Linked DNA regions of Mus musculus: region 1 is linked to region 2. A link is a contact called in public Hi-C data. All regions are on one chromosome and are shown on one strand. The core of a region is the stretch at or near the end of the contact, and the rest is flanking DNA. Distances in the headings are between cores, read along the strand shown. Region 1 overlaps Soga1 (suppressor of glucose, autophagy associated 1). Region 2 overlaps Epb41l1 (erythrocyte membrane protein band 4.1 like 1).

What was found. Hi-C and Micro-C count contacts between places; a contact is called where the count stands out from the background.
Region 1: a contact with region 2 is called in a Hi-C map of cerebellum, with 1.8 times the contacts expected there. The contact joins two enhancer-like sites. A contact is called at or near these places in 1 of 484 Hi-C or Micro-C datasets (cerebellum) and 1 of 115 datasets of contacts at active chromatin or transcription factors (pancreatic cancer cells).

Annotation. Positions count from the first base shown.
Region 1 is chr2:157,068,186-157,075,073 of GRCm38.p6, reverse strand. All of the region lies in intron 1 of Soga1 (suppressor of glucose, autophagy associated 1), which reads left to right. Among named protein-coding and RNA genes, the nearest start is that of Soga1, 7.6 kb to the left of the region's middle. Within about 2 kb of position 4,488, at least 219 of the 459 cell types and tissues checked have an H3K27ac peak or open chromatin away from gene starts, as enhancers often do. A contact at or near this core is called in cerebellum and pancreatic cancer cells, where this site is marked.
Region 2 is chr2:156,485,016-156,492,516 of GRCm38.p6, reverse strand. All of the region lies in intron 2 of Epb41l1 (erythrocyte membrane protein band 4.1 like 1), which reads right to left. Gm33977 (a long non-coding RNA gene) reads left to right here. Exons shown (of 3, transcript XR_375167.4): 3 at 1,288-2,800. Among named protein-coding and RNA genes, the nearest start is that of Gm33977, 10 kb to the left of the region's middle. Within about 2 kb of position 4,171, at least 74 of the 459 cell types and tissues checked have an H3K27ac peak or open chromatin away from gene starts, as enhancers often do. A contact at or near this core is called in cerebellum and pancreatic cancer cells, where this site is marked.

The sequences.
Region 1 (6,888 bases), core at 3,239-5,738, 580 kb before region 2:
CAAAGATCTGGCTTGGAGCCCTGATTCTACCTTTGCTGTGTGGTCATGGTCAAGGGCTGGACCTCTCCGCGATGCTCTTGTTTTTGTTTTGTTTTGTTTTGTTTGTTTCATTTGTATAATGGAGATGACGGATGGGGTGTGCCTGGACACTCTCCAAGGATTTTCTCAGTAATCAGGGTAGATGTAAATAGTGAAGAAAGCATCTGAAAGTGAGATCCTTGTATTGTGAGGAACTGTTAGGATTTCAAGCCAATGAGCAGACAGGATGTCTGTTTGTTCATTTTCGGAGGAACTGGGAGGAGTCGGGAGGGTGGGCATCCTCAGCCCTTGAGGGTTAATAAACCCTCCCGCTTCAGGCAGGATAGACAGGCAAGATCACATTCCCCCCTGCACAGGCTGGCAGTGGGGAGACTAGGCCCCTGCCTGGGGGTTCCAGCTGGGAGTCACAGGTCCCAGAGAAAAGCCCTTACTGACTGGCGATTGCCATTATATAGATGGGCAAGTGGAGACTCCAGGATTCTGTCATACAGCCCATATTCCAACCTTGCTGTTCACTCTTGGTCCATATCCTTCTGCCATGTGGCCGGCGAGACTGTGCTTTTGATCGCTACTGGCGTGTCTGGTCTTGGATAGAGGTTGGTGAGAGGAGTCCTGTGGGCCAGGTGCCAGGCCAAGATTTGTAGGCAGCCATGGTGAGTAAGCTCAGTTGGGGCAGTGTCTGCTCAGCATGCACAAAGCCCTGGCTCCATCCCTAGATCCGAATAAGCCTGGAATGCTGGCACACGCCCGTCTGTAATCCTGCCATTTGGGAGGCAGAGGAAGGCTATCCTCGGCAGTGTAGTGAGTTCAAGGCCAGCTTGGGCTAAGACTGAGTCTCAAAAAACAAAAACCTAAAAGGCTGATTGATATCTATCTAAGCCTGTAGGTGGGGGTGTGCCTCTGGGGCATTTTATACATGTCTGTAAAATGGGGATTGAATTGTCATGGACCTCTTAATTGTGAGGATGCAGTGTCCATTGCTCAGTAAATGTGCCAACCCAATCACCATCCTTTCCCTCTCTTCCTCCCTCCCTTCCTCTGATGTAGCCCAGAGTCTTGTGAGTGGCATGCCTGAGGCAGTTCCTTCAAAGCTCCTGGGAGATAGGAGAGGAGGGACCCAGCCTGTCACCATGTCAGCGATGTCCCCTGGTTCCTGCCCTGAGTTGTAGCTTCTGGGGAGGGGGGGTGCAGCAGGGCTTGGAGGTTGGGGGAGCAGCTCCAGCAGGATGGAAAATGTGGGCGGCAGCTGCTGTGGCCAGAGGATACCACAGAGCTCGGCGCACTCTGCAAGGGGCTGGGCCTGTGTCCCTGGACACAGCCCTGTACACATAAACACATGCACACTTCTTCAGAGCTCAAGCCTAGAGACCCACAGTTACTCATGCCTGGCTGATGTATACATTCAGTGACTCACTTATGCTATATGCTTCCAGAAACCAGCCTCCAGACACGTTCACTGTGGATCCACATGGAAAGTGACAGACAGACCCTTCATGCCACACACTACCAAACACAACACTTAGCAGCAGGAGACGCCAGGCTGGGAAGTACACACTCCCTCACACAGCCTGAAGACACTCTCAGACACAGGAAGTCCATATACACGGGAAAGTGTGCACATACGTGCACACAGACATTATCTATACGCACCAGCATCCATAGGATCCCAGAGACTTGTCAGGGGACACAGACACCATCCACTCCAGTACCCAGTGCCACCTCTTCCTCAGAGAGCAAGCAACCTTTGCACAAGTACCTGGGGTTCAACAGATGTCACATGAATACCCACAAAGAGGTTCGCAGGCAGGATGGACCCAACCTCCGCACACATTAGCACCAACACAAGGGTTGATCATGCAGATGTCAGACATGGTGTTTGCTTAACCAGGGCACCCAGACATACATGCTCATGCACACGCACGTCTATTTACACTGACGGTGACATTTCACCTACGCACATAAACACAGGAACTCTTGGTCAGTGTTCCCCGGAGCTACTGTGTATGACTCTTCTGTTTCCAGCTGTTTCATAAGGCTTCTTGTCTTGCTGCCGGGACCATAAGTGGCGTCAGGACTGGGTTTGTAACTGTCTGGATCTGGGGTCCCAGGGGCCCAGCTGAGGAGGGCTGCAGGTGGAGTCTGGAGGTCTCCATAACTGGAGAAACTGCATCTAAGTTGCCCAGGCTCCAGAGCCACGCCCTGTGGGACTAAGGGAAATAGACACATGTCAAGCCTGCCACAGAAGGAACGGTGCCTCAGGGTAACTCTTCTAATCCCTTTGGAATTTCCTGCATACCCTGCCTCCCTCTGCTGCAAGTCACAGAGGCCGCAATGCCCTGATCTGTAGAGGGTGCCCATGCCTAGTCTAGAACTAGTCTAGAAGTGAGAAGAGGTATACGCACCTAAGAGCAGCTGAGCAGGCTTCCTGGAGGAGGAGGTGTCACAGCTGGGGATTTGCCTGATTGGCTGCCTCAGTGCTCAGCTTCTGGATAAGGGCCTGCCGCCTTGCAGGGGCTCACTAAGTAGATGTGTATGCTTAATTGATCAGCTATGGTTCTGGCCTAGAAATGGATAGTAGGTTTGGAAAGGAGGGCTGGAGCCAGGTGTGGAGGTATGTACGCTCAGTCCTTGTACTCAGGAGGCTGGGGCAGGAGTTCAAGGCCAGCTGGTTACTACATAGTGAGACCTGTCAGGAAAGGACAGAGCGAGAGGGAGGAAAGAATAGTTGAGTCATGGGTGTGAGAGTCATGGAACTAGGGGTTGGGGTTGAGGAGTAGTAGAAGGTCAGGAGGACTTAGGAAGGACACTAGGTACCTGAGCAGTAGACCCTTGGCTGGAAGATAGTTTTGTTGGTTTGTAGCAGGGCTGGGGCCAGGTGGCCCTAGCACTAGGCACAAAATTGCTGCTATCTCAGGGTGCCAATGAAGGCAAAAGCAAGGAAGACTGTGAGGTCCCACAGGCACACTCCGTCTTTAGAATCAGGTCCGAGGCCAAGCCACACCTTGTTATGTCCCTTCCTGTGCATGTTGCCTCTTGGAACCTCAGTCTTCCAGTCTGTATAGAGGGAATTCAATCCCTTTCTTGCAGATACTCTGGGAGATAAGAGTTCAGACACATGAGAGCCCATTTCTGTCCTGTATACAGAAGATGGGAGGGACTCCAGGCTCTAGGTAGCCTCTGTGGCAGAGGGACACTCCAGAAAAGGGCTTGGTTAAGTTCAAGGCAAAGGGCTGGCTGTCAGCCAGGGTTCTAACTGTGGCCAGCCCCTAGCCTCCAACATATGACATCATCTGTAGTCTATACACACCCCTCTGGTGCAGGAAGGTGGGGCCCCTGCGGTCAGCACTGTGGCTGCCTTTGCTGGCTTTCCAAGCTGGGGCAGGAGTCGGAGGAGGTAGAAGCTACTGTTCATCCCTCCCTTGTCTCAGTCTAAAGGTCTGAAAGCTTGGGATCTGGACCAAGCCTGGGCTGCATCTGGGCCTGTGCTTTGCTCCCTGTTCCCCCTCCAGGAAATGTTCTGCAGTGTCACCATGATCATTCAACAGGAGGGAGCCGGTGTGTGAGGAGTTGGTCCCCTCTGTGTTTCACTCATCCTGGTTGTCAGCCCTTACCCTTCAACAGCTCCAGAAATGTGTAGACACATTTCTCCTTGGCAGCTCACTTACCCTAAGTCACTCCTCCCCTGATGGCCAAAACCTGTGTCTCATTTGCAACCTGGTGATGCTCGCTTAGTGGTGAAGGACCACCCTTGGGGGCCCATTCCAAGATAGTGGTAAAACATCTCCTGCCTGGGCTACAGATGAAAATAAAGGTGACTGGTGTGTGTGTGTGTGTGTGTGTGTGTGTGTGTGTGTGTATGTGTGTGTGTGTGTATGTGTGTGTGCTGTGATTCCCCAACTGCTGGTGTGTATGTGTGTGTGTGTGTGTGTGTGTGTGTGTGTGTGTGTGTGTGTGTATGTGTGTGTATGTGTTTGTGCTGTGATTCCCCAACTGCCTGAGCCTCCGTGGCTCTTTGGGACTCTTCAGTAGCACCAGACTTTGTTTGGTCACCCCTCCCTGGTCTGCCTTGCCTAGGCACCATCCTCCTGTCCCAGCCCATGGCTAAGTGCGCGGCTGAGCTGCCTTTAAGTCTTGCTTCCCCAGCCTTTTCACCCAGACGCCCCCAGTGTCCTCTTTGCCCTTTCATTATGGATCCATTCCCCTGTCCCCTTTCCATGATCTCCTGGGGACTGCTCCAGGCCTGGTTTCCTGTGTTAGGTACTAGGAGCTGTGGGGACTCCTCGGTGGGACATTTAGCTCACAGTGACTAGACTTGTTAACAGGACATTTCTGGCTTCGCAGCAGCCACTCCTGCTTCTGCATGCAGTGTGGCGCTTCCAGGGTGCTTAGCCCCTTCCTTCTAACCAGGCTTAAACTGCAGCCCGAGCATTACGTCACCTTGCTTGCTAGTCACATTAGCTGTAAAGGACAAGAGGGATTCAGGCCGTGTGGTTCTCGGTGATTCTGCAAGCCTCGACTCCCTGCCCTTTTCTGTTACAGACTTGGCTGAAGCCCAGAGGTTGGGGGATGTTGTCAACAAACCCTGATCCAAAGCTGCCTTCCTTCCTGGGCAGGACAGGAGAGACAGTGTCTGTGCTTCCTTGAGTGTGCCCAGCAGCCCAGGGCCTCGGGGCGCTGCCCCTAGGCTACACACACACACACACACACACACACACACACACACAGAGAGAGAGAGAGAGAGAGAGAGAGAGAGAGAGAGAGAGACCTGGAGACAACCTCACTTCCCTCCCTCAGCCTCAGTTGGTTCCCCTGGGAAGTGGGCAGGGTAAGAATAGAGCTTGCCACAAAGTATCACCAATGAGAAAGAGAGAATAGCTTCTCACCTCTGCTGGTGTCTGGCACATGCCATACCCTTGGAAGTGCCCAGCTGTTGTTACTTCTGTTGTCCCATTTATGAGCCTCAAAATGAGCCTAAGTCCTGACTCCTGACGCCTCTGCTTTCAGGCTTCTTGCCTACTGGGGAGGGAGGGACTAACTGTGTGCTGTTGGCATGAGCCTGCCGTGGTCAGTCTGTCTGCTCTCTCTGGTGTTGGAGAGGCAGGGCCCAGAGAAGTGGGACCTCATAGATCTCTAGGGTCAGATATCCCCAGTGCCAATGGAACAGGAGCATTGAGATCCTGTAACTCGGTGATGCATGGCTGGATGTGACTTCCTCTGTGACACTTAACCCTGATTCCCCCAAACCTCTGCCCACAGAGGCTAAGCTGGGTTGAGCTTGAACAGGAGGCAGGAACCCAGAGTCCTTCTTGGCCTCACTGCGCGTTCTGTAAAGGACAAGGAGTCTTTGAGTTCCCCTTCTCCTGGAGTGTTTGCATTCAAACTGGGAGGGAAGTGAAGCTCTTTGCAGCCTTCTCCTGGGGTCTGACTGTGATGATCTCATCTGGAGCCCTGTCAGAGTCCCGGGGAGGAGGAGGGACAGCAGATGGCTTTTCTGGCCTTTTGGGTGGGGCTGGCCTGCTGTCCCTGTGGCCACTGCTGGTCAGCTCTTCCATAGCTGGGGTAGGTTGCCAGGGCCAGAGTGGGTGACAAGTGGTCTGGAGCCAGGGTGGCAGATGGGTAGGCAGCCTGGGCCTTGGCCCAGGGGAGGACCATGGTAGCCAAGTGGTGTGGGAGGAGGAGGGCAAAGCGGAGCCCCTGGTCCTTTGTAGAGTGGTTGATTAGAGTGAAGTCCCTGGCCCCATATAGAGCATAGCTTTTCCTGTCCATCCCTAAGTCTGCTTTTGAGCTGGGCAGGAAATGATCCATTTGGGTAAGATTTGGAATATGTCACGGCTGCGGTCGGGTGTCATGGTGCTGGGAGTTGAAGCCTCCGTGGAGATTGGCCTCGGAGTCTAAACAGTTGCTGCAGCTGCTCAGTGGGATGGTGGTCCTCCCTTCAGCCTGGCTGTTCTGTTCCCTCATGGCTATTTCTTGAGCCCCTCTATATGTGCCCGTTCTCTGGTGACTGAAGTGGGTCTTCCACAACCAAGCAGACAAATGAGTAAAATACCCGTCACTAATAGAACTGTGTCGTGCAGTGTGAGGGAAGGAGAAGGGTAGGCTGCACGGCTTGGCAGGAGGCCTGACAGGAGGTGCCATAGGCCACCCACACAGGAATGGCAGAGGCTGAAGGCTGTGACAGGCCAGGTGATTTCTGCTGGTGCAGGAAGACTCGGGTGGCTGAGTGTGGCCCACGTGAGGGGTGGTTAAGGGACATGGAGGTGAAGGGAGTCAGGGTTGGGCCTGGTGGAGCCTGAGCTCCTAGGATAGGTTTGCTCTGCGTGATGAACGAGACCCCCCGGAGGTTCTGTTTCTGCTTTGCTTTATGTCTATTTGAAAAAAAGGTCTCACTGTAAAATAAGTTTTGATAAATGTACTATAACTGTTAACCCCAGTCAAGATAAGGGCTAACGCCTATAAACTAGGTACATTAGGATTGTATTTCTTCTTCAATCTATTTATCTATCTACTTAGTTAATTAATTAATGTGAGTGTGGGCGTGCATGTGGGGGTCCTTGTGGAACTTGGTTCTCCCCTCCCATCAAGTGGGTTCTTGGAATTAAAGTCAAATCGTCAAGCTTGGTGGTAAGGGTCTTTGCTCCCTGAACCAGCTCACAGGCCCCTAATTGGATACATTAATTTTTTTTAAATTTAATTTTATTTTTACTGTATATAAGTTATACCTGAGAGCTAGGGATGTAGTAGCTCAGGGCCAGAGCCTGGACTTCACATGTGAGAGATGCTGGGTTTAATCCTTAGCAATCAAAAAAGAAAGGGAGTGGGGGATTAGAAGTGTTCATTGTTCAGCCA
Region 2 (7,501 bases), core at 2,922-5,421:
AACCCTCCACCATGAGAGGCCTCCGAGAGACAGGCATCCAACACCCACCTGCTCCAGGGCTCACACTTCTATTTATTTATCTATGCCAGGGGTGGGGGGGGGGCTCTCACACCTATATCATCAGCACTTGGGAAGCTGAGGCAGGAGGATTATCACAAGTTTGAGGGCAGCCTAGGCTACAAAATGAGACCTGTCTCAAAAAAAAAATCAGGACCAAACCACATCAAACAAAACATTTAATTTATTTATGTATTCAAATGTGTGGAGGGGGTAGGGGTGGATCCCAGGGCCTCAAACCCAGGTCCTGGCATAGTCCTCTCTGCATTCCCATGGGCACAGGACAGGCCCAAAGCAAAGGGTACTAGGCAGACTACAGGTGAGCCCAGGGCCATGAAGAGGTCACCGGTGTCCTCCACCCACAGAGCCCACATGGAAGTCCTTGAGAGCTGAAGCAGGAGGCCTGCATGTCCCCATTGCTGCTGTTGAACAGCCAGATGGGGAGGAGGAGGGCGGGGCTGCACTGATTCACTCAGGGTAGCTCTCTTCCCGCCTTTACTCTGATCTTAAGGAGCAGGGAGGCAACTTCAAGCCAGTTCCATAAAGACAAACTCCACCAAGCACGTGAGCTCCGGACACAACAAACATAACAGCTGCTCTGAGGGAGTTCAAGCCCATGCAGGGTCACAGTCCTGCCTGCTGAGCCCAGGACCTTCCTTCCTTCAGCCCTGAGGGTTGCCAGTCCTGGTCTGGTGGGGTCAATGGGTAAAAGCTCTTTACATAGTTTTGTGTTTAAAAACATCCAAAGATGGGTGGCGAGAGAGCCCAGTGGTTAAGAGCACCTGCTATTCTTGCAAAGGACCGAAGTTCAATTCCCAGCACCCACACCAGGGAGCTCAGAACGACCTGGAACTCCAGCTGCAGGGTGGGAGGGAGGACATCCAGCTCCCTCTTAGAGCCTATACCATCACCAACACTAACACACACACACAGAGAGAGAGAGAGAGAGAGAGAGAGAGAGAGAGCAAATATACATGTCATAAAACAAATACTTTATATTATTTTAAAAATCCAACAGCATATATGTAGACACTTTGGGCTGTGGCAAGCAGAATTTACACGACCCTGGTGTCCAGGCAGCCCCTGGGGTATGGGGTACATCCACAAATCCCCTTCCTGGGTCCTCTGTTTGGCTTCAGCCCAGACTCTTGGAACTCTTTCCTCAACCTGTAGCTCCCTGGAAATAGCTAGGAGAGGAATTTCAAGTGACTATTCCAAATTTTCCTGCAGATCCTCTGGTAAGCCAGTGCTAAACTGGACACCACCTGAGAAATACTCTACCCCACTTCTGTCACAGGTAAGACTTGAGTCACATCTTCAAAAACGTGCCCCTTAGCTTCTTCAGTCTGCTCTCCTCCCCACTTGTGGCCTAGCTCTCCGGATCTGAACGGCAGGCCCATCTTCTCTCTCCTGCACTCGACTACCCCCAGCAAAAAGCCCAACATAACCTCCTCACAGGAGAAAGAGCTCAGGCCCAGGGGGAACACCAAGGAACTCCAGTGAGGCCACGGCCAGGGGCCTGGATGCATAGATACAGGCGTATCCTCTCGAAAGAAGGAGAAATGCATGCAAAAATCACAGCAAGCGGTTGAGCGAATGGGCACGAAGTCAACGATCCACACATCGGACCCCATCTTAGTAAACACACAGATCCTTATGACAATGTGAAACCAGAAAACCTGTCACTGTGTAACTTAATATATGCTAATAAAAGCATTAAAATATGAACAGCTAGGTAAATAAATGCTGAGGACCCCACAGCCCCCATTAAAAGAAGAACTGCCAGCATTCAAAGCTTCAGCCCAGGAATAGAAACACTTCAGCTTGCCTAGACTCGCCGTTGCCGGTCCCATCCCCACCTTCCAGCTGAAATCTGACAGCTCATCATTTCCTGCATTAAAATTTCAAACTCCTTTATTTGGACTCTCTCATTACATCCGTCTCAGCACTCCCCATGAGTCTTCAACTGTCTCCTTACATAACGCGCCTGCACAAGGTAAACAAGGGAATTGCCTTGCTCCTAGATACATGCCGAGGTTCACGGTGTGTGCGGCACAGCCTGCATCCTCAAGTGCTCTGCCTACTCCACATCCTTTCCTGAATATGTGGCTTAACTCTTCCTGCTTCCAAGAAGCCTTTCCCAGCCGTCTCCCCGCCAAAGCATCCACACACCCTTCCAGCCTCGCAGAACCTTCCTCTCCCTGCACGGTTCTGGCAAGCGTCATCTGTCCTGATTCCATGTTGGCTTTCCCCCTTGGCCTTTTACCACTGTGCTCTGAACACTGTGGTGTTCCTTCCAGGGCTAAGGGTCACATCTACTGGAAAATAGAACTGAACAGTACTCGACAGATACCATTGTGGTAATACGTAATGTTGGTGTGGGGGTAAGAATGGACCTATGGAAGACAGGGTGGAATCTCTTAGGTCACCAAAGACAAACAAAAGCCCTGTGTGACTTCCACGAAAACATTCTGCTCCCGTCCTACATTTCCCACATGTGTCAGCCACTTATTCTTGTTCCAATCACCACGACATTCGCATTTCTCCATATATGAGCAGCAATTATATTTCCTTTGGTGGGTATGTTCCAAGACTGCATATTAAAATCACCTAGACCGCATTCTGTACAAATAAACTTATTAAAATCCTGAGGCTTCTATATTTGAAAACTCAGGCACACCGCTTCTGGGGATTTTAAATTTCAGTACAATATTTTGGGGTTGTTATTTTCTTCCTGAGTAGCAGAGCAATCTCCACGCCAAATCAGACTGGTTCACTTTCACGCCAAGGTCCTTGGTAGTTCCTAACTCTTAAAACAAATATACTCAAGAATACAACCCAGCATCCTTTGCCGTGCTCTCTGAGAATAGGATTTCTTACTTCTAGTTCTGTGCTTCCACTGTGTCTCTTTGGGAAGTCCTGACTGTCTATAGGATATTACTAATAAAATGGCAATAATGAAGCATGCATTCATTTCAGCTTACGGCGGGCAGGCTTGTCAGGACACCACATCCTGGAAAGTCAAGTGGTATCTACAAGGGACATCTTAGCAGAGTATCAGCTACGTTATCTCCAAGTATCAGAACAGGACAGGCTTGAGTCAAACACCTGGCCTCAAGTGATCTTCTTCCCCCGCCGTCCCAAGGACATGCCGCCATGCCACGGGCTGGTGATAAAGGACGCGGATCCTCCTGGGTTTCCCTCTGTTTTATTCCTTCTCCTTTTCTGCTCCACCTCCATCTCCTTCTACATCTGGTTGGCCCACAACTTGCTTTGTAGACCAGGCTGTCCTGGAATTCACAGAAACCAACCTGCCTCTGCCTCCCAAGTGCTGGGATGGAAAGGTGTGTACCACCATGTCCCCACCATGGCAGGGCCCAGATCTTTACACAATCGCCTTAAAACTTGAGTCTAGCCAGGTATGAAAGAGAGCTCATGTCTGCTCTCCTAGCTGTGGGAGAGGCTCGCTATGAGTTCGAGGCCAGCCTGTATTACATAGTGAGCGCACAGTAAGACCTGGCCTCAAATAAACAACTAAATCCACGTACATAAACCCTAGATGCTAAAATGGAATTTTTTTTTCAGATGCTCGTGGCTTCGGATAAAAGGAAGAGAAGGAGCTCAATAAACCCTGTTTAAGCCTATTTTAAAACTGTATTAATTAAAAATAAAAATAACATTTTAGAAATGTATAATAAGACTCTTTCTTTGACAAGCCCAAGGATAACAGCATTGTCTCTCACCAGGCCCTAGAAAGGGAGCCAAGAAGTAGACTGTGGCTTCTGACACAGCAGGCTATGTCACGTGGATGTGGTTCTTGCTCAGGCTCAGGCCAGCACACACTGCGAGAGCTGCTAGGTGGCCAGGCCAGACCGCGTACAGTCAGGGCCCTTGGGGGAACCATGTGCTGGTTCCCATGGAGCTCACTGCAGGGATTTAGGTCCCCCAGGGTATGTTTTAGCCTTGCACACGAGTCTGGGTACCTGCTGATCCACAATGTGGTCTTTTTACCCAAAGCAGGCTTCTAGGGTAGGGGGCAGGAACGGAGTTGAGACATTTAGAAATAGGAGGCACTTGGGCTGAGTCAGCCTGTGGGCAAAGGGCCAGTCCCTGATGCTCTTACTCCTCAAGAAACATAGCAAGGAAGCTCCTTACAGCCTGGCAGGAGAGCAGCAGGAGCCAGGGTCCTGCAGGCAGCCTCTCGAGAGTCACAAGTGTCAGGAACTGGTACAGAAGGAAGGACTGGACTCCCATTAGGGAGCACCGATGTGGCCAGGCCCAGGCTAAAGACTTCCCATCATTCACAGACCCCCTCCTGGCACAGCAGTGAACACCCAGACCAGGAGTGCAGACATGTCTGCTTAAAACACAGGCAGAAAGAGAAGGCTCCACAAGACAAAGGCCAGCCGGTAGGGCCAGGCTGGCGGCACCGACATAGGAGGAGGGCAAATACACAGGATTAGAGAAGAGAAAGGTCAGCCAGAATGTCAGTGTGAATGGTGCCCATTCCACCACTGCCTGGAGAGAGGGGCCCTGTGTGGCCTGGGCTAGGGTTGGCTCAGCAGGATGTCAGCATCTGGGGCTCCCCAGGGCCACTCAGCAGCCTTCTTGTCCTCTAAGCTTCCCATCTGGACGGCCTGCAGGGAGACGGCTCCTCAACTGAGCCATGGCCTGGTGGCTGGACCAGCTCTTTAAAATGAATCAACTGACATCTGGTTAACCTTCGAACCAGGGTTGGGGTGAGCGAGTCAGCATCCAGTCATCAGATACCATGTTCATTTCTCAGCTCCCCTAGCTACCGCCCGGGTCCAAACCTGCTTGATCCAGGGTCTCCCTCCCCGAAGTCATTCATAGGACTGATTCTCCAAGAGCAACCACAGCCATCTTCGCAGGAATCAAGTTGGACGCCCTTATTATAACCTCCAGTGGTATGTGGCTGCACAAGCCTGTAATCAAAGCCCTCGGGAGGCTGAGGCAGGAGGCCCTTAACTCAAGGCCAGCTTGGGCAACATATCAAACCCCAAAACATCTCTAATGACTTCCCATCAAAATAAGGCACCCCCTCCCTACTACACTGTAGTGGCCTCTGCCCATCTTTCCAGCATCTGCCCCTACCCCTGCCAGCGAGCACTGCCTTCGCCTACGTAAGCCTGCCCCTTGCAGCCTCTGCCTGTGCTTCAACTGTGCAGGCTTGACCCTGCCTCAGGACTTTGTCTTCCCTGTTCATGAGCTGTGACTCTGTCCCCTCTCCTGGTATGACAACTTTCACCTTTGTCTGTCTACCCTTTCTAACATGGGCCCCTCTCTCTAACTTCCCATTGTGACAGCATGCCAACTTGTTTGTGCTTGTGTTCATTCAAGTACTTTCGTCTGTCTGTTTTTCCAGTGGTTTGTTTGTTTGTTTGTCTGTTTGTTTGTTTGACATCATCACAACTGAGCTACACTCACTGACTGACTGACTTATTTCTATTCTCCTCTGGAATATGAACTCTATGGAGGTTTCTGTCTCATTCATCATCACTGCCAGGCCTTCACGCAATTTTTGATAAATCACTATAAACATTGAGCAAGGTGTACGGTAAAACAAGTTCAAGACCAGTCTGGACAACCTCAAGACTCCACCTCTACGTCAAACAGAGCCCTGAGTGGTAACTTGTGTCTACAATCTCAGGGCTCGGGAGGTTGAGGCAGGAAGATATGAAGTTCAAGACTAGCCTAGGCTGCATAATAAGACTACCTCAAAACAAAACTCTAAGAAAAAATTAATATTGTACAAAGTAAACACTCACAGTTTGCCATGTGCCAGGTATTGATCTATGGAGTCATCACAGGTAATCCCTACAGGAGCCTGTCATAGGTACTCTTGGGATCCCCACGTGCCAAATGGGAAGAACGAAGCAGAAAGATTAAGCAACCCACCAGAGATCAGACAGACAGCCGGTACCAGGGCCAGGATTCCCACCCAAGATCAGACCAGGTACCAGGGCCAGGATTTCCAGGCTGCAGACACCTCAGGAGCCCTCCGGCTCCTAGCCAGGCAGCCTCTCTTCTGATTTATCAGGCCCAAATCACTGGATTTTTAAACCAATCTCCTGCTACTATCCTCCTTACCAAATCGATGAGAGCCCACAGCTGCCAAGAAACTGACTTTCACAAGGACGTGACGCTGGGCCAGATTGCTATGATCTCAAAGGCGCTCCTACTATACAGCATTTCAACATCCTCAGGCCGGGGGAGTGCAATGGAGGCTAAACTGTGCAGGGGTGAAGCTGGCAAAGGCTGGACCGCTCAACACTGAGACACAAATCCACTAGGAGGAGACGCATTTAGAATCTGGACCACTGGTTTTCCTCTCAACGCTACCACTTCCTACCTGAGGAGCATCCAGGCAGGTCACTTCTCTGTTTCCTCATGTGCCTCCCACACTGGAGTAATACCACGAGAATAACAGACACTGCCAGGACTCTGCCGTTAGAGGAGAAATGCGCATGAGCAGTCACGCACTAGATGGTGAGGTTGTCTCTTCTAAATCCTAGGCATTGATGACACCAAAGATGTTTGCCCAGGTGTTCCAGGGGACTCAGATTCAGGAGTAGAGCAGCAGTAGGAAGGAGGGCGGAGGAAGGGAGAGGAGGGATGTGAAGGAGACAGGAAGGGAATTGGGAGAGAGGGAAGGGTTTAAGAAAGGGGGTCAGAGGGGCCGGAGACAACTTAAGTACCAAGAGATTCCAGGCAGATGTTTTCAAACAAACAAAGAAGAAAGACTTCTTTCTTTTTGGGAGATCAAGGGGACATATCTCTCCCACCCCCTGGCAACAATGCCTACTGGGTTGGTAGGCCCATCTGTACTTCCAGATCCATAGTATGTATGCATGAAGCAGGAGGTTAGCCCTCTGAACTGTCCCCTCAAGCTCCCACGCCTGCAAATTCTGGAGGGAGGGTTTGGCTGGAAGGCAGGAGAGACACCGTGGTCAGCTGCCTTCCCAGTTTCCTCTCTATGGGAAGTGGTAATAACTCTTCAGCTCTCTGCCCTGCTCAAGCTACTGTGGAGCTCAGGTGACCCTGCTCCCTCCTTTGGCTCATGGTCTGGGGACTGAAACCCGTTTCTGTCCTTGACAGCATGGGTGCCTCAACCACTGCCTGTGGGCTCCCTTAACTCTCCTTGCCTGTGCACCAGCACGTCCTTAGCTGAAGGAATCCTGCTCTCCAGCCAGAGTCCAGCTCCTGCTCCTGCTCTTCCTCCTCCTCCTGCTCCTGCTCTTCTTCTTCCTCCTGCTTCTCCTCCTGCTCCTGCTCTTCCTCCTCCTCCAGCTCCAGCTCCTGCTCTTCCTCCTGCTCCTGCTCCTGCTCCTCCTCCTGCTCTTCCTCTTCCTCTTCCTCCAGCTCCTGCTCTTCCTCCTCCTCCTGCTCCTCCTCCTGCTCCTGCTCTTCCTCTTCCTCCTCC